Regions from separate parts of the Mus musculus genome. Here all the other regions are linked to region 2. A link is a contact called in public HiChIP or PLAC-seq and promoter capture Hi-C data. All regions are on one chromosome and are shown on one strand. Each heading gives the region's core, a stretch centred on a gene start, on an enhancer-like site or on the middle of the called end of the contact. The rest is flanking DNA. Distances are from core to core; before and after follow the strand shown.

Region 1 (3,446 bases), core at 116-2,615, 1.2 Mb before region 2:
AGAGCCATCATGTCCTCCAAGGCCAGAGCAGCCTCCTGCCCCTGCTGCAGCTCCTCTACCGTTAGGCCTCCCAGGCCTTCATCACCTCCATCCTCCACAGTTGACACTTCCATTGGCTTGTCTTCTGACTGTTTGCCTGGCATTTCTGCAAGACAGACAAAAGGACTGTGACCCAGGACTCAGAGCTCGCTAGCCTATGCCTAGGGGAGGAAGAGCAAGGAAACCTGACTTCTGAGGGGTGAGGGCTGGGTCTAGATTCCTGGGTCCAAGGGAGGAGGGCCAGGGTCTGGGCTCCAGAGTCTGAGGGAAGGGGACCACAGTCTGGACCTCAAGGTTTAAGGGAGGAGGGCTGAGGGCTGGACTCCTGGGTCTGAGGGAGGAGGGCTGGGGTATGGACTCTAGGTTTGAGGAAGAAGTCTAGACCTGGACTTTCTCATCACCACTTCTTATTGTGACTCATTTCCATTCAGTAAGAGACCCTGAGGAGTGGAAAACAGTCACTTGTGTGAGGTGAGGTCAACTGAGAGGTCAGATGCCCCCCCCCCATTCCCACTGCCACCTGGTGGCCTGAGGGTGAAAGATGAACCAAGTCATCGAGACACCCCCCATCTTGTTTCCAAAGCAAACAGACTTGGGCCCAGAGTGGATGAGCGGTTTCTCTCCAAAGAGAAAACAGGTGCTCTCTGCCTCCAGGGAAGGGTGGGGCTCTCCACAGCTTGGGACACCCGGGTCCTGCCTGTAGCTGTCACTTGGACCTGTCCCAAGCCTTTAGCACTCAATCATTTTGTGGTTCAAGTCTCACAGCTCAGAAGCTTATCCCTAGACCCAGGGCTCGAGACCCCAGCACCCAGAGAAATAGACCCCAACCCTCCTCCTTCGAATTCAGGGCTCAGACCCCAGCCCTCCCTCCTCAGATCCAGGACTCCAGGCCCCATCCATCTACCCTCAGATCCAAGGTCCCAGACCTCGGCTCTCCTCCTTCAGACCCAAGCTTCCAGACTTCGGGCCTCCTCCCTTAGACCCAGGGTTCCAGCCCTCAGCCCTCCTCCCTCAGACTAGGGCTTCAAATCATAACTTATTACTGTCCCAGGAACTTCTAAAACTCACACAACTTGGGCCTTGGATTCTGTCCCCAACACTAAAGCACTCGATTGCTTCAAGGTGTCTCTTGTCCTGTCGAGGGGCCAGGACTCTTGCCACCTGTTTTCCTGTTCAACTGCAGCCTTCCCTCAGGCCGGTTAACCTTGCCCTACTTCTGACCTGGGCTCAGAGCTCCAGACTTCGCCTTCTCCAAGGCTTGTCTGATCCCTTTCTGCCTACTGCAGTTAGCGCCTTGCACTTCGGGGGTTCCTGCCAGCATCAGACTGCTCAGGAGCAAGTCCCGCCCTCACTCTGGGGGTTCGTAAAGCTCCGCCCTCTGCCCCGCCCCTTCTGCCCCCCATTGGGGGCAGAGCGACATCGTGTGTTGAATCCTAGTACTGGCTGTGGCTGGACCACACCAGTGTGGCTTAGCTCTCCTCCCTTGGACCCAAGGGTTCAGGAAGCCTTCTATCAGACCCAGAAATGCAAACCCCAGCTCTGCTTCCTCTCTTTCAGAGTCCACACTCCAGTCTTCATTCCTCAGATGGAAGAATCTAGAATGCATCCCTCCTATTTCAGACTAGAGAGGGTCTAGGTACCATCCTCTCTCCCTTATATCCAAGATCCCCTCCCCCAGCCCTCCTCCCTCAGACTCAAGGATCCGGAGCAGCCTTCCTCTCTCAGGCCCAGGATTCTAGACCCCAGCCATCTTCCTCAGGCCCGGAATCCCCGGAACGAAACTGCTTTCCTCAAACTCAGGAATCCAGCGCTCCTCCATTTGACCCAAGGATCTTGACCCTAGCCTTCTTTCAGATCTAGGGGTGCAGCCCCTGGCCTCTTCCCTCAAAAGGTCTCGGATTTTCTTTAATCTGATCCCATCTGCTCTGTTCCTCAGCTCCTGACTCTGGCGCCCTGTTGACAAACAAATCTTTTGAGAGGTGTATCCAGGAGCCATGCACTGGGGTCCTGTTTAGGAACAAAATAAGAGAGGATTCTAAAATGATGTCATGAGAAATGACCTCAGACTGGGGACCAGAAACAGGTGGCAGAGCAGCTGGGGATCGAGGATGACTGTACCCCTTTTGCGGGACAGCTGTTGGGTTTAAAGCACCGAGAACCACGTGGGTTCACTTCATTGTCCAAAATACACTTTTTATTTTGTAGATATTTTTAGTTTTACAAAAACAATCACAAAGGTCACACAGTTGTAAAAGACACACAGTTGCCAAGGTCCCTTGGACCCTTCACACAGCTTGCCCCAAGGTCAGCATCTTACCCAAGATTCATCACTAAATTAGCAAAGCTTTCAACAATAGTCATCCATCCTACCCACCATCTTTGTCCTCAAGGTCCTTTTCCTGTTCCCAAGTCCAGTCCGGGGCACCATGGTTCATTTGGTGAACTCACTGTTAAATCTAGAAAGTGTAGGTTCCTGGTTGGGATTATAGTTCTGGCTGCAGTCTTTGTTTTCCCTGCATGAACCTCTGGAAGCTCATATCCACCACTGTGTAAATCTCCATCATAACACAGGCCTGTAATCCCAGCATTGAGAGGTGGACGAAGGATGATCAGAAGTTCGAGGTTACCCTCTGCCACCTAGTGAGGGAACATCCTGGGATACAGAAAAACTTGAAAAATTTTTTAAGTATAAATTCCTGTGATGTTTCTAGTTTCTGCTGGGAGCTGGGGACTCCAGACACACAGAACTGGAGTCTGTGTGCTGTTTGGGACAAGGAAGAGCCATGAAACTAGTCCTGGCTCTCAGGATTGATGGGTCCCTGAATATAGATGGAGCTGGGTTATTCATAACCAGAGAACTTGGGGCATCTTGTGGAAATAGAAGATGGAAGGGTCTAGACCAGATGTTTGTGACAAGGACAGGAAGAGTAGACATAGGTATCTGGGAGGGCTCCAGGGATGGGAACGTTTCTGTAGGACAAGATGGAAGTCAAAGGTGCTAGGTGGAGCATATAAGGTGTGTGGGTGTCTGTCGGCAGTGGTGTGGTGGTGTGTGGGTGGTGGTGGTGGTGGTGGTAGTGGTATGTGTACACACATGTTTCTTTTGCTCTGTGTGTGTGACAATTCCCACAATGTCACCAACACAGAGCCCAGAAACTGTCAGATCAACATAATATCGGATCCTGTAAGTTTGGATTTTGTGCCTCAAATGGTGGGAGCTCCCCCTCACCATGGTCTTAGACAGTGGTTCTCAACCCTCCTAATGCTGTGACTCTTCAATATAATTCCCCAATGATAAAACTGTTTCATTGCTACTTTGTAACTGTAATGTTGTTACTGCTATGAATCATAATGTAAATGTCTAATAAGGAGGAGATCTGATACGCAACCCCTGTGAAAAGGTTGTT
Region 2 (3,742 bases), core at 880-3,379:
AAAGAGTCTCATGTAGCCCAAGCTGGCTTCAAACTCACTGTATAGTGGAGGGGAAGACCTCAACCTCCTGATCTTCCTGTGTCCACCTCCCACGTGCTGAGATTACAATTTTCAGTTTTACAAAGGAAGGAAATTGGGCCACTGAGATCGCTCAGTGAGTAAAGGCACCCGCAGCCAAGCCTGGTATCCTGCTTTCAATCCCGTCTCTGCCTGGGGAAAGAGAACCAACTCCTGAAAGCAGCCCTCTGTCCTCCACGTAACAAACTGTGACACGCATACACACTCATACCCCCCCCCACACACTGTCCTCCACGTAACAAACTGTGACACACATACACACTCATACCCCCCCCACACACACACTGTCCTCCACGTAACAAACTGTGACACGCATACACACTCATACCCCCCCCCACACACACACTGTCCTCCATGTAACAAACTGTGACACGCATACACACTCATACCCCCCCCACACACACACACACTAAATCACAATAAATATGTAGTAAAAAAAAAAAAAGCCAATATAGATAAACGTGAAAATAAAGCTGGGCATGGTAGTTCACACTTCAAATTCTGGCATTCTGGAGGCGGAGGCAGAGGATCATCCTTAGCCAGACAGTGAGTTGGAGACTAATCTGGGCTACAAGAGACTCCGTCTTAAAAAAGTTTTAAATCATATACGAAAAGAATCCAACTAGTATGTGAAAAGCACCACTAGGAAAAGAATGTGGTATTGCAGGCTCGCTCTTCAAATAGCAAAGCAGCTTGTGTGGTTAGCACACTTACCAAGATGAGGGACAGAGAGGGCAGAGAGGTGGGACAGGATTAAGTTTAGCTGTTGTGGGGATAGATCCGTCTCTAAGCTGTAAACTAGTGAGTAAATAGAAACTAGGGCAATGGTATTGTCCATCCACGAATTTGGTAAGGACAATAACAACTCTGCTTCACATGATTTCCTTTGTGTGCCAATGTCACCTTTTTTCGAAGTCCAGTGAGGAGGGGAGAGTCTCTGTCTGCCCCACTAGCTTGTAAGAGCCATCTATCACGTAAACAGAAAGTCTCATAACCTTCTTGCGCTCCTGCGAGTACGTGTGTATGTGGTGCGTTGGGGTAGTAGGTAGGGGTAGGGCTGGAAAGATGACAAAGAGGTTAACAACGAAGCACAAGCTATTCTAGACGTCCTTCTAGCACCTACATGTGGCTCACAACCGTCTGTAATACAGGTCTAAGGGAATCCCACGCCGCTTTCTGGCCTCCGTGGGTACTGCGAGCACATGGTGCACCGACTCAGCGAAACACCCATACATATTACAAAGAGCAAACTCAAAACCTTCTTGCCTTTTCTGAGGTAGGGAAACTGAGGCTTCAGTGTCCGTAGGGGGCTACACAAGCGCCGTTTGACACGTAATATTTTCCTTCCTATTCACAAGACGGGAAACTGAGGCTAGAGAGTGGACTGACAGTATGGGACGAGCGAACTAATTCTCAGAGGTCAGGTTTCGTTGACCAGCCTCAACCTTCCTTTAACCTAGTACTGGAGCGGGAGGGCGATACTGCAACTGTTGTCAAGGAGACGGATCTCCCACTGCTGATCTGAGGAGAACTCTGGCATAGCCTCCACGACCTCCTCTATAGGCGCTTAAAGGTCCTGGAGGCGGGTCTCCCAAGTGTGCTGCCTCCCCCGGTTTCCACGACAACGAAACCACAGATTCCTCTTATCCCTCCCCGACCCGTCCGCGTTTGCCAGAAGTCAGCCGGCGGGGTGTCTTGTGAGGGATGGTAGAGGAAGGAAATCCACGTGAAATCTGGGAAATGTAGTCCAAAATCAGAAGCGCTCTGTTTGCGCCTGTGTGAGCCAATAGGAATCGGGTTTTCTTCTTTACACTTTAAGAAATGTAGTTTTCTGGCTAGCTCGGGACGCACGAGCGTACAGGACTCATCACAGTAGGGCTAATGGAAAGCCGCTTTGTCGCGATGTTTCTTGGGAGATGTAGTTTCCAGCTGGGAGAGGTGGGAAGTGTTGGGTAGAATTAGCGATTCCTAGTGTAGAGAGTGAGGGGACGTGGGGGCGGGGAAGTACGGGTGAATTTGGCGCAAAGCCTGCTGGGGCATGGAGTCCCGATGAGCTTTGTGCGCATGTGCGGGAAGGTGAGGTTGTTTGGGGGGCCTCGCCCAGGAGAGTGAGGTGAGCTAGAGGGAAAAGGAAGGGCTGGGGAGTCCGGTGTACGGGGAACGGGCGGACCACGGGGAGGGGTACCCAGGTCTGGAGGAGGGAGAGGAAGGGAGGGATGGGCGGCTTGGGGGAGGGGGATGATAGGAGGCTGGAGGTGGGGTTCTGGGGGCGGGCCGGGGAGCGGGAGGAACGCGAGATGCAGACGCGGGAGAGTTGGAGGCCTGGGGAGGCTGGGCAGCGGGAGGGGGCTGGGATGTTCGAGGGGGAGCCCTGGGATGGTTGGAAACTGAGAGTGGAGTGGAAGTTGGACCCCACTGAGAAATCCTGGGGCGCCGGGACCTCTAACCTCTTCGAAAAGGATTGCGGGAAGGGGTCTATCCAGGGGCACCGTGCCATAGCAGCGTAGACCGGTGCAGGTGGCTAGTCCTGTGTGCTGGTCACACGTTCACACGCACTTCTGTCGAGTTGAGGTTCTGGAGGATAAGTATTTCTTCATTACAAGCGTATCCGCCTCATTAGCTTGTCGCGAGAGGCGAAATTCATTAATGTGCAGAAGGGGCTTGGAGACAGGTTTTAACAGGATAAGAGGGACTTAAATCTCTCGGTTCTGATCCTCCTGGCTCAGCCTCTCACGTGCTCAGATTACAAGCGTTGGCCTAGTTTTTTTGTTTTGTTCAGGGTTTTTGTTGTTGTTGATGATGGTGTTTTGGGTATGGTCTCCTGTAGCCCAGGCTGGCCTTAATCACACTCGAGAGCCATGCCAAGCTTTAAACCGGTGAAAGTAATTGAATTTAAAAACAAACAAACAAAAATACTCATCTTAACTTTTTTTTTTTTTTTTTTTGGTTTTTCAAGACAGAGTTTCTCTGTATAACCCTGGCTGTCCTGGAACTCACTCTGTAGACCAGGCTGGCCTTGAACTCAAATCCGCCTGCCTCTGCCTCCCAAGAGCAGGGCTTAAAGGCATGAGCCACCACTGCCAGTCTTCACTCCTTTTTATATGCTATTTTAACACCTATTCCAATTTACAATTTAGTCTTGGGCGCTTGTTTCACAGTGGCTTTACGTAAATGACTCACAAGGAGTTGGAGGGTTAATGTGTGTTGATAGTAAATGCAATAGGTGGGGTTTGTTTATTGCCAGGTGGTGTTCTGGGTACTTTTTTTTTCTTTTAATGATTTATTTTTATTTTAACGTGCATCCATATTTTGCCTGCATATGTGTTTACTGCATCCTCTGATTCTAGAGTTTCAGTTGTGAGCTGCCATGTGGGTGCTGGGCATTGAACCCAGGTCCTCTGGAAAAGCAGCAACCAGTACTCTTAACTGCTGAGCCACCTCTCCAGCCATGCTCTGGGGTACTTTTTTGCTCTTTATTTTACTTGACTTTCCAACCTCGATTATTGCTCCCATTTTACAGCCAAGGAGATGGAGATTAGTCTTTGAAAGGAGCAGTTGTTCTTTGACCGAGGACACATTGCTGGTACGCAGCTGGAATCGGTTCCAATTCCGAAGCCCTTGTCCTCTGAGTAAATATTTGGTGAGTTGTGCAGCTCAGGGCACA
Region 3 (3,328 bases), core at 219-2,718, 1.4 Mb before region 2:
TAGGGAGCTGTCTTAGAATTTAGGAGAGAGAAGGGTGGTGAGGCATGGACCTCAGACACTTGAAAGTATATCAGTGTATGATATTTGCTTTGTAGACGCAACCATGAAGCTGTGAGTTGGCAAAACCCCAAGATCACAGAACGGTGCAAAACTTCAGCCTCCTTAAAAACAAAATGTTGCAGCAGCACATATACTAAAATTGCAGCGATACAGTGAAGATTTGCATGGCTCCTGTGCAAGGATGACGAGCAAATTCATGCCTGATCTACATGGTGAGTTCTAGGACAGTCAAAGCTCATGTCTCAAAAGAGAAGCTACTATGATTTAATCAATTGTGTGTGTGTGTGTGTGTGTGTGTGTGTGTGTGTGCGTGCGCGCGCGCGCGCGCGCGCCTTGGCATGAATGTGGAGGTCAAGGACAACCTTCAGGAGTCGGTGCTTTCTTTCCATTATGCGGATCCTGGCTATGAGACTTGTGGGCAGGTGCTTTTACACACTGGGCCATTTCAATGTCCCATCTCACTTCAATCGGTTGTTCCTTCAGTCTGTAGTAACAAAACATTCTGTGCTGTAGGCATTATCCTAACCCACCAAATAGATAACTCAGGAAAGACAAAAACAAAAGTAAGCTTACTTGTTTGGACGTAATTATGATATCCTGCTAATTATACTTGCAGGATTGAAGAGGTGGGTAATCTTAATTAAGGGGTTTCCCCAGGGGAGTGCCCCATGAATCAGAGCTTGTCTTCTAAGTCCCAACTTCTCAGCGTCGTCTCTTTCTGAACTGTTCACAGGCAGGACAAGAAAACTTCACAGAGTTCTTGTAGGTACAATTTTCCAAAGATAAGGAATACTGGGAAAGAGAAAAGATCTTCTTGCTAAGCAGGGTTGGCACTGAAGTTTTGTTGCCATGGCAACCAATGGTCTCCTGGGGCCGGGAGCGCGATGGCGCGTGTGTGCATTCACCTCTTTCCTTCCTGGTTCGCTCAGGGATTTTGCCCCACTTCAAGCTGAAAGAAAGAGAATAGAGCTCCGGATTTAGGGTGATGGGCGGAGGCCTTAACGAATGGAAGCGTGGTCCTGTCCAAGGCCAACCAATAATATACGAAGTTTGTCTCTGACAGAGCCCTCCCTCTTTTCACTTGGACCTGAATAACCTGACCCAAACAGAGTTTCTGTTGGAGCGACGGCTCTTTAAGCCAATGAAAGCACTGATTTGGGACAGTGCAGAAGAAGAGGCGGGACAGATTTTTATGGCAACGCCTGAATGACAGCGACCCGAGCCATTGGCTGTAGTTCGCTGGATTTATTGACAGAGTGGGCGTGGAGGGGTTTTGTCAGGGCACCGACTGGGGCCAGAAGAGGCGGGAAAAAGAGAGCAATGAGAGTCAGCCAATAAGAACAGCGCGAGTTTCATAGCAACGGAAGAGTGACGGCGGGTTGGGCCAAAGGAAGGTTAAGCTGTTTGTTACGCCGGCCGAGGGGAGGCGCGGCGGCTGTGTCGGACGAGAGCCGGAGGAGGCGGTGGGTGGAGGTGGCGGCTGCAACGCGGGTTCCTGAGGAGAAGGAGGAGGAGAAGCGGGTGAGGGGCGGCGCGGGGCCCGACCTCTGAGCCCCCTCTTGGCCCCCGCCCCGCGCCGCCCGGCCTCCCAGTCACCCCCTGAACCGGCTGTCCCCGGGCCCTTCCTCGAACCTTGCGGTCCAAGTCTCCAGCCCCGCGGATCTACGCGCTCCTCACTCGTACCCTTCCCTGCACCCTTGGAGCCCATGCAGACTCCTCTCTCACTCTCAGGACTTTCCTTGCACCTTAGGAGTCGCTCCTTGCCCCACCAGGGCCCATCCCCACCACCTTTTCCTGCATCGTAACCTACCTACCCTGTCACACTCAGGGCACTTCCTGACTCCTGTCTCACTATCCTGGTCTCTGAGGCCCTTCCTCTGACTCTCTGTTTCCCCAGCCCCCTTCTGCAACCTTCCCAGGCTTTAGTTAGCTACTTAGCGCCCTCAATTCCCTCCTCGAACCCGTAGGATCTTTCAGGTTTCCATCACTTCAAATCCCCCAGGATTCCCTCAAACCCTGCTTGGAACCGCTAAGCCCTTCCCTTGGACCCCAGGCATATCTACCCTTTGGATTTCGTGGGCTCCTCCCTTGCAACCTCAGGTGCCTTCTTCCCCCCACCCCCGCCAATCCTGACTTCCCTCCATCTTTCTCTCCCCTTTCTCTCCCTTCACATCATACTCCCTACACCTCACTTTGTCTTTTCCCAGCTTCCAGGCTTTTTTTCTAAGCACCCTCTTCATTTAACCCAGACCGTTTTTTTTCCAGATCTTTCTCCCAGAGTGGCGGAGTGTGTCTTGCCACACTCTGCCTTCTTGCTCTCTCCCAAAGCGCAGAATTGTCAGACACACCACAGTGAGGGTACTGGGTAACCTGGCCCTCCATTTTATTTGATTTGGTTTTCTGAATCTATTTTTTTCCCCTCTTTGCCTCCGACCCTTTGTTTTGACTTGTTCCTCCTCTCCTTTCTGTTCCTCCCTTCTTCCTGTTTTTTGTCCTCTGGCGGGCTTCCCTTTTGCTGGAGTCCTCGGAGAGGCATTAGGGACTGGATCCTTCTTCCCCTAATGGCTGCCTGGGCTCCACCCACAACCTTTTGACCACTCCCCAGAGGAGGGTGACCTTGGAGGGAGGTGCTGAGGACGGGAGAATCAGCCTAGCAGGGGGTCAGCAAAGGCAGGCCAGAAGCTCCTATGGAGTTCCTTTTCCCCTTTCCCTTGATGAGAGCCCAGCTATCCCAACTCCCTCCTGCCATGCTAAGCCTTTGGAGTTATCTCAGGCAGTTAATTAATCTTCCTTCCGCCTGGGTACACAGGGACCTGTCTCTTACATGTGCACTTGGCAAAGTGGTCTTTGTGTGTGCTGACATTCGAGAAAGTGTCCATGTCCTGGGAAGGTAGTGTATGTGATTGGGGGACATGCATCTGTTTTGCAAGAGGGGAGGAAATACTTACTGCACAGGAGACTATTTTTCTTAAGGTTTCCTCACTCGAAAGTACCTGTTGGGTGTCATTCTTACATAGAGTCCCATGAAGTCAATATTGATTACCCCCGTGCTCTCCTGCAGATAAGCAGGCTCTGGGGCCCACAGACACCCCATGCAGCGCCTGAGCGGCACATCCATGCTCTGTGCCAGAGCAGCATGGTTTTTAAAGCACCATGGGGCCTGATCGAGTGACAGCCCGAGAACTGTGCGAGAATGATGACCTGGCCACCAGCCTTGTTCTTGACCCCTACCTCGGCTTCCGCACCCATAAGATGAATGTCAGGTGAG
Region 4 (3,473 bases), core at 698-3,197, 1.3 Mb before region 2:
AATAAATAAATTGACTTAAAAATAATCTTAAAGCCGGGCGGTGGTGGCGTACGCCTTTAATCCCAGCACTCGGGAGGCAGAGGTAGACGGATTTCTGAGTTCAAGGCCAGCCTGGTTTACAGAGTTGAGTTCCAGGACAGCCAGGGCTACACAGAGAAACCCTGTCTCGAAACTCCCCCCCCCAAAAAAAATCTTAAAAGAGTTAATTGGGCCACTTTTTACCTCCTGCTAGCCCATACATAGAGCAGTGGTCCTCAGCCTTCTTAATGCTACAACCATTTAATATAGTTCATCATGTTGTGGTGATCCCCAACCATAAAATTATTTTCATTGCTACTTCATAAATGTACTTCTCTCCTGTTATGATTTGTAATGTAAATATCTGGTTTGCAGAATATCTGACATGTAACCCCAGTGGAAAGGTCACTGACTCCTCCCCAAAGGGGTTTCGACCCACGGGTTGAGAATCACTGCCCTAGAGACAGCCTCTGGAACTTTCATTGACTTTGCTCAGTGTTGAGTTCTGGGGCCTAGTATACAGTAGTTATACAATAAATGCATGCCAGTAGTGCTGGAACCTAGCCTTGGGGCCTCCTGCCATCTACTCTGAAAATCTGGCTATATAGGAACCTCCAGCAGTAGGGCCTCCAGTTGTGGGGACCAGGTGTCCCTGGGCTGCAGCCCCAGGGAATGTATAAACAGAAGTCTCACTGCGTACAGATCTCAGGGCCCAGTTGAGAGACCCCGAGGGACTGCACGGGCTCTAGGATGCACGGCTGAATGTTCTGAAGTAGAAATACAGATCAGAGCACACTCCTCAAGTGTGCAAAGGACTGGATGGCTGACGGTTCCAGAATGAGAGGTCACCCTGGGAGTGCGGGTGAGCCCTAACACCGTGCTTGTCTTATGGGGTAGATGGGTAGACTCCGGAGCCTGTAGCTTGCTGGTTAAGAACTGATACAGAAAGACAAAGTGCAGACAAGAGGGGAGGGTGCTCGTTGGGCGTCTCCTACATGACCAATTAAAACATAACTGGGCCTGAATATAAAACAGACAGTGTATGGGTGCAGAGGCAGAGGAAAGTGCCTGGAGATAGATAGCCAATTAGGGGAACAAAAGCCTCTTTAGCAAGGCGAGACTAGGCAGAGTCAACCTCAGCGATGAATGTTGAGGGCTTTTAAATGGAGACTTGGGAGGGGGTTGCATTGGCTGGAAAGAGAGGGATCCTGTCTCTGAGAGGGGTGCCAGTACCTCCAGGCCACAGGTCAATCACTTCACCTCCAGGCTCACACCCTACTCCAGAGCTCCCTCCAGAGGGGTGAAATTGAGGCCCAAATGACTCCTGGGAACAGGAAGCCTGGCCTCTGTAGAATCCATGGAATCCTGAGATTCATCAATGGCATGCCTGCTTGTATCTACTTAATTTTTCCCATCTATTTATTCTGTGGTGTGTGTGTTTCTGTCTTTGCATACGTGCCTGCGCCACATCAGGTCTGCAGAGGTCAGAAGACAAGTTGCAGGACTCAGTTCTCTTCTTCCAAAATAAGGGTTCTAGAGATTTCTACAGAAATCAGGTCCAGACCTTGCTGAACCCTGCAAGCCAGTCTTTTAGTGGGGTTCAGGGAGCAGGCTTTCAGTGTGTAGCCCACGATGGTGCAGGTACCTTTAGCTCAGATAAGAAAGGCAGGTTGTAACTGTGAGGCGCAGCAATAATACAAGGTGCAACCTGATAACCTCTACCTTCATTCCCAGTTAGAATCTGAGCTCTCAGCAGAGGCCGCCTCTCAAGCCCTCATCGGCTCTTCATTGGTTCTGTGCGCTATCTCTCCACCCCTTAGGCTTCTGCGGACCAATCAGATTCTCATGACTGACCCGCCTTAGCCGCCCCTCCCCCTTACAGGGCGCAGCCGAGGCGCGAGCTGATTGGCCTGCTCGGGAGGGAGGGGTAGACACGTAAGGGGAGCAGACCTCGTGTCCAAAGTGGGCAAAACGGTGACCCAGCCCGGAACTAGTGACAGTCCAGTGGGGGAGAGTGCGCTGAAGGGACCTAGTGGAGGGACTTGCTGCACTCGAACCTGGTACCGCCGGGTAAGTCCAACTGCCCGTCCTTACAGACGGAGGAAACGGAAGGTTTGCGGGGTGTCCAGCTGAGGAGGGGCTCCAGTTGGTCTCAGGATGGATCATCAGGGAGGAACTTCAAGCTTCTCCAGAGCTAAGTTTTGTATCAGCCCCAGGAGTGGGCGATTCTCACGCCCATTTCTTCCAAGAAGAAAAGCGTCCCAGAGACACAGAGCTTAGAAATCTGGGTTCCTGTAGTGGTGTGCAGTAACCACTTGCCCAATTAAGCAACCTCATCCCCAGTCTGTCCGCAGGAGGTCACTTACCCCAGCCTAAGACAGGTTTCCTTTACTGAGCTGAGGCCTCCTTCCAGGACCCCCACGATGTCCCGAAATCTCTCTGCAGTCTAGACACCCTCTTCACTTTTCACACGCGCGTCCCACCTCCACTCTTTCATTGTCTCCCTTAGATTGGTTATTTTCTGTCCCAGCTCTCACCCAGGTTCCGTTTCGTCTGCAGATCATACCTAGCTGGCCTGAACTTTTTCTTTCTTTTTTATTCTCTCAGATACTACATCTCGACTGCAGTTTCCCCTCCTCCCTCCCTCCCCAACAGCCCTCCTTCCCTCCACTGCTCTTTCTTTTCCGAAAAGGGCATGCCTGCCCTCAGACGCCAACCAAACATAGCACATCAAATTGCAGTAAGACTGTGCACCTCCCCTAGTATTAAGTCTGGAGAAGGCCGCTCAGGATGAGGAAAGGGTCCCAAAAGCAGGAAAGAGTCAGAGACAGCCCCTCTCCCACTGTTAGGAGTTCCACTAGAAGACCAAGCTGCACAACCCAAACACATATGTAGAGGGCCTATATCAATCCCGTGCAGGCTCCCTGGTTGCTGGTTCAGTCCCTGTGAGCCCCTATGAGCCCAGGTTAGTTGATTCTGTGGGTTGTCTTGTTGTCTTTGACCTCTCTGACTCCTGCAATCTCCCCCTCTTTTCTGCAGGACTCCCCAAGTTCTTCCTAATGTTTTGATTGTGGTTCTCTTCATCTCTTTCCATAAGTTGCTGGATAAAGTGTCTCTGATGACAGTTGGGCCAAGCACCAATCTATACCATTAGGCATCTCAATTTTAAAAAAAATATTTATTGCTGCCAGGAGTGTTTGGTTCTATCCTAGGTCTCTGGGCTATCTAGCCTCCCAGGTAGTGGGTTGGGCTCCCTCTGGTGGCTTGGGTCTCCAGCTGGGCCAGTCATTGGCTGGCTACTCCCACCATTTCTGGGCCACCTTTACCCCAACACATCTTGTGAGCAGGACAAGTTGTAGGTCAGAGGTTTTGTGGCTGGGTTGGTATCCTAATCCCTCCACTGGAAGTCTTGCCTGATTACAGGAGATGGCTGGTTCAGGCTCCATATCCCCCCT
Region 5 (3,294 bases), core at 534-3,033, 1.1 Mb before region 2:
CCGAAAAGCTGGCTGAGGTGGGAGAGTTCGATCCATCCAAGGAGCGCCTGCTAGAGTATTCCCGCCGCTGCTTCCTGGCACTGGACGACGAGACTCTCAAGAAGGTGCAGGCTCTCAAGAAGAGCAAGCTGCTCCTGCCCATCACCTACCGCTTCAAGCGGTGATGCCGCCGCCCCGCACGCCTCCCCCCCAGCAGATTGCTGGCTAGGTCGGCCTTCCCGGGGCACCGCCAGGGCTAGAAGCTGCCCTTCCTGAGCACTGGGCCCTGCTTCTCGGCCGCACACGCTAGGCACCCCGTCTCCATTTCACCCCGCAGGGGCTGCCAGCTAGGCCTCCTTAGCCAGGAGTAGCCCATCTGCATCCCATGCAAAGACAGAGTATTATTCTGAGAGTTTAAATTAAAGAGACATGAAAATTTTCAATAAACTGGGCCCCAGGTCTTACTAGGAAGGGAATATGCTGGGAAGGGGTGGCCGTCGCCACGGAGACTGGGACAGGAGCGCTCAGCCAGAAGCCTCTAGAGAGGTTGGGGAGGGTAGGGTGTAATTAGCCCCAGGAGGCAGAGGTGGGAAGCGGAGCAGTAGGAGAAACTGAGGTAAGACGACTTTAAGAAGGCAGCGCCTGGGGCATTGATTCAATGAACGTTTAGCTGAGCCAGCCCGGAGGAGGTACCGGGGCGCTGGGTAGACTCTTTTCCGCCTGCCCGCCAGGGGTCAGGAGATCTCTCGGAGGTGTCACATTCGGCGCTTGCGCAGCAGGAGCAGGGGCGGACAATTTAACGCGATTGCCTTGGCAACCGGGAGAGAGCAGTCAGGTTTAACCGTCTTGAAGTTAGTGCCTTGGGGGCTGAGGTTGGCGGTGGGGGAAGGGGTGTGTGGGAGGAGATCGGGCGCACGCGCAATGTGGATTTAGAATGGCGGATCCTCCGGAGCGCTGAGAAAAACGTGCCCTAGACCGCTACGCAGGCGCAGAAACCCCTCTCCAATCACCGTGCGCAGGCGTCCCAAGCTGAGCTAACAACCTCCGCAGCGGCCTCGAACACCCTTTGTCGCACTGGCTGCTACTGTCCCACACACTTTCTCTGGCCTTCCGCGAGGTCAGTTTTTTCAGTTTTCTCCTAGAGAGCTAGGGACCGAAAGCTGAGACCCCGCCCCCTCCCCCGTAGCTATCTGGCCCACCTCCCATCAGTCCTCCCTCCCTTTTCGGGTCTTTAAGCCGAAAGGAGCCGAAGCAAGAGCGGAAAGAGCCGAACTTCCCTCCTGGGCGTGAGACCTTCCCGAAGCAGTGGCGGAAGGGACCGATATTCTCCGGAAGGGGCGGAGTGACCCTGTGGCGCCTCCGGAAAGAGCCGAAGACTAGAATCGGGCTTAATCTCTAGAGGGGCGGTGAGCGAGCGCTGGAAACCTTCGGAAAGAGCCGAAGGCCCGGACGGTTAGGATTGTTGGAAGTGACTGACCGCTTGGACAGGGTCGGCGAGGGGTGGGACGGATTTCCAGAGGAGGCCAGAGACAGACGGTTTGAGTTGTAGGAAAATCCGTGTCTTTAGAGGGGGCTGGTGTCGGGGAACGCGAAGACTCGCGGAATCCTCCGAACGTTGAAACGCTAGTTTCCGAAAAGTTACCGAAACTCGGGCAGCCGGCATAATCCTCGCTTCGGGTGATTTTGACGGCGACCGCCGCCTTCCGACTGCTCCGTCCGAGAACAGCCGACAGGCTTCGGAGCCGAGCTCGGGGAAGTTCCGGGGGGGGGCGGGTCGGGCGGGACGAGGGGGTGGAGCCTGGGAGGGGCGGGGCTTGGGGCTTGATTAGGTAGGCGACGGAGTGCCGGCGGGGGCCGGAAGTAGCCGAAGCCAGCGGCGGAAGTAGCCGGAGCGGGCGGGCGGCAAGGCGAGGCGAGAGCTGCACAGGGCCCTACGCGGCCGCCTAAGCATGTCGGACTTCGACGAGTTCGAGCGGCAGCTCAACGAGAATAAACAAGGTGAGGGCGCCGGGGTTGTGGGGTGGCTTCTTGCTTCGCCCTGTGCCCCCCCGCCATTTCCCTCTCTTGTTCGCTTCCCTAGGGCCGCACGCTACCCCCCCACCCCCCCGTCCGTGCCGCGCGCGCCGAGCTCACGTGACCTCCTCTCGGCGCTGAGGGAAGGGGTGGCGGGCGAGGCTCAGGGCGCGTGCGCGCCGCAATAGCCCGCGCCCACGTGGTCTCGGCGGAGGCGGCGCGTTTTGTTAAGTAGATGCCTTGAGAGCGCGCGGGATTCCGTAATGTGAAGCTTTTCTGTTGTCGTTTTAAATTTTTGTCTTTTACTTGAGAAAGATGAATTTTGGTCTCTAAATTCTGTCATTTTCTTTTGCTGCCTTGGCACTTCCGCTTCCGGTCGTGCGTACTTTTCTTTTCTCCACGCCCCCTTTGTTTCCAAAATGGCGGTGGTGAATCAGCCCCCCCCCCTCCTTTCCTTTTCCTTCACGTGGACTGGCAGTGCAATCTCCCGCTGCTTGTAGGTTTCGAGCCTGTTCATATTTTTTTGATTTCTCCAGAACTCTCCTACCTCGATGTTTCTGTCTCCGTCTCCGTCTCCGGCTTTGCGGTGTCTTAGATAAAAATGTGTCCTACACTTGTTTGCCCGCCAAAGAGGGAAGTCTGCGTTCTTTGTGCTCCTGTTGAGCATAAATCATGTATGCCTTGGGGCTTTTTTTGGCGGCAGACAATATCTGTTTTCCATATCCCTAACAATCCCTAAACTTATCGGTTTTAGGCAAAGCCCAGGTCCTGTATCATTCCAAACTCGGGTACCTAAAGCCAGTTACACTATAGGGATTGTAAAATATTCAACAGAATGGGGAAGAGGGAGCTGGCCCATTAACAGGTTAGTGGAGGCAGGTGCTCCCAAGGTAAGATCTTGTACTATGAATTTGGATCAGAAAGGCAAGCAGGCTATGTTGGTGCTGGCGGATTTAGGGATACCGAGGAAAACGTTGATTTACAAGACATTCTCTACAACCTCTTCTTTTTTGAGACCGAAGAGTTTAAATTTCTTGAGGGTTGAGACTTAAGCTGTCTTGTGTTGGGGCACTGGATGAGACCTTGAGAATTATTTGAAATGAAGCTGGAATTGAGGAGAGAGTAGCTAAAACAGTACACGTGGAAAAGTAATTATTCTGAGTGTCCTTGGTGAGCTTTTCTGCTTTGAGTAGTGTATTGCTTTAGAGTATAGGGCTTAGGGATTGAACATACCTGAGTTCAAATACCTTCATTACTCTTTATCTGACAGTCTAATCTGTTACCTGTATGCTGATCATCGAT

Evidence for each region. Promoter capture Hi-C pulls out the DNA fragments that hold promoters and counts their contacts. HiChIP or PLAC-seq counts read pairs in DNA pulled down with a chosen protein or histone mark.
Region 1: a contact with region 2 is called in a promoter capture Hi-C map of pre-B cells. The contact joins the promoter of Sbk2 here to the promoter of Zfp444 in region 2. A contact is called at or near these places in 14 of 39 promoter capture datasets (the 3T3-L1 cell line, the C10 cell line, cranial neural crest and 8 more) and 1 of 115 datasets of contacts at active chromatin or transcription factors (stem cell-derived neural progenitor cells).
Region 3: a promoter capture Hi-C map of pre-B cells shows a contact between it and region 2, with 6 times the contacts expected there. The contact joins the promoter of Kmt5c here to the promoter of Zfp444 in region 2. A contact is called at or near these places in 8 of 39 promoter capture datasets (the C10 cell line, cranial neural crest, frontonasal cranial neural crest and 5 more), 1 of 484 Hi-C or Micro-C datasets (B cells) and 2 of 115 datasets of contacts at active chromatin or transcription factors (astrocytes and embryonic stem cells).
Region 4: a contact with region 2 is called in a promoter capture Hi-C map of pre-B cells. The contact joins the promoter of Isoc2a here to the promoter of Zfp444 in region 2. A contact is called at or near these places in 9 of 39 promoter capture datasets (the C10 cell line, cranial neural crest, frontonasal cranial neural crest and 5 more), 1 of 484 Hi-C or Micro-C datasets (B cells), 1 of 115 datasets of contacts at active chromatin or transcription factors (astrocytes) and 1 of 9 other capture datasets (liver).
Region 5: an H3K27ac HiChIP or PLAC-seq map of embryonic stem cells shows a contact between it and region 2, with 10 times the contacts expected there. The contact joins the promoter of U2af2 here to the promoter of Zfp444 in region 2. A contact is called at or near these places in 19 of 39 promoter capture datasets (the 3T3-L1 cell line, 3T3-L1-derived adipocytes, the C10 cell line and 12 more), 3 of 15 datasets of contacts at CTCF or cohesin (the NIH/3T3 cell line, pro-B cells and stem cell-derived epiblast-like cells), 12 of 484 Hi-C or Micro-C datasets (B cells, CD4 T cells, the N1E-115 cell line and 8 more), 32 of 115 datasets of contacts at active chromatin or transcription factors (the 230-238 cell line, DN3 thymocytes, the SCID.adh cell line and 17 more) and 2 of 9 other capture datasets (embryonic stem cells and liver).

Annotation. Positions count from the first base shown.
Region 1 is chr7:4,963,041-4,966,486 of GRCm38.p6, forward strand. It overlaps Sbk2 (SH3-binding domain kinase family, member 2), which reads right to left and starts at 1,366. Exons shown (of 4, transcript NM_001146329.2): 1 at 1,261-1,366; 2 at 1-145. The coding sequence starts at 143. Sbk3 (SH3 domain binding kinase family, member 3) reads right to left here. Exons shown (of 4, transcript NM_001200041.1): 4 at 2,220-3,446.
Region 2 is chr7:6,170,384-6,174,125 of GRCm38.p6, forward strand. Zfp444 (zinc finger protein 444) reads left to right here and starts at 2,130. Exons shown (of 4, transcript NM_028316.3): 1 at 2,130-2,191.
Region 3 is chr7:4,738,659-4,741,986 of GRCm38.p6, forward strand. Kmt5c (lysine methyltransferase 5C) reads left to right here and starts at 1,469. Exons shown (of 9, transcript NM_146177.2): 1 at 1,469-1,581; 2 at 3,122-3,323. The coding sequence starts at 3,214. It overlaps Gm24537 (a small nuclear RNA gene), which reads left to right and starts at 174; the gene lies at 174-275. It overlaps Gm42369 (a long non-coding RNA gene), which reads right to left and starts at 1,422. Exons shown (of 2, transcript XR_881802.3): 1 at 634-1,422; 2 at 332-544.
Region 4 is chr7:4,875,106-4,878,578 of GRCm38.p6, forward strand. It overlaps Isoc2a (isochorismatase domain containing 2a), which reads left to right and starts at 1,948. Exons shown (of 6, transcript NM_001101598.1): 1 at 1,948-2,088.
Region 5 is chr7:5,060,360-5,063,653 of GRCm38.p6, forward strand. U2af2 (U2 small nuclear ribonucleoprotein auxiliary factor (U2AF) 2) reads left to right here and starts at 1,784. Exons shown (of 12, transcript NM_133671.3): 1 at 1,784-1,977. The coding sequence starts at 1,929. Ccdc106 (coiled-coil domain containing 106) reads left to right here. Exons shown (of 5, transcript NM_146178.2): 5 at 1-426. The coding sequence ends at 164.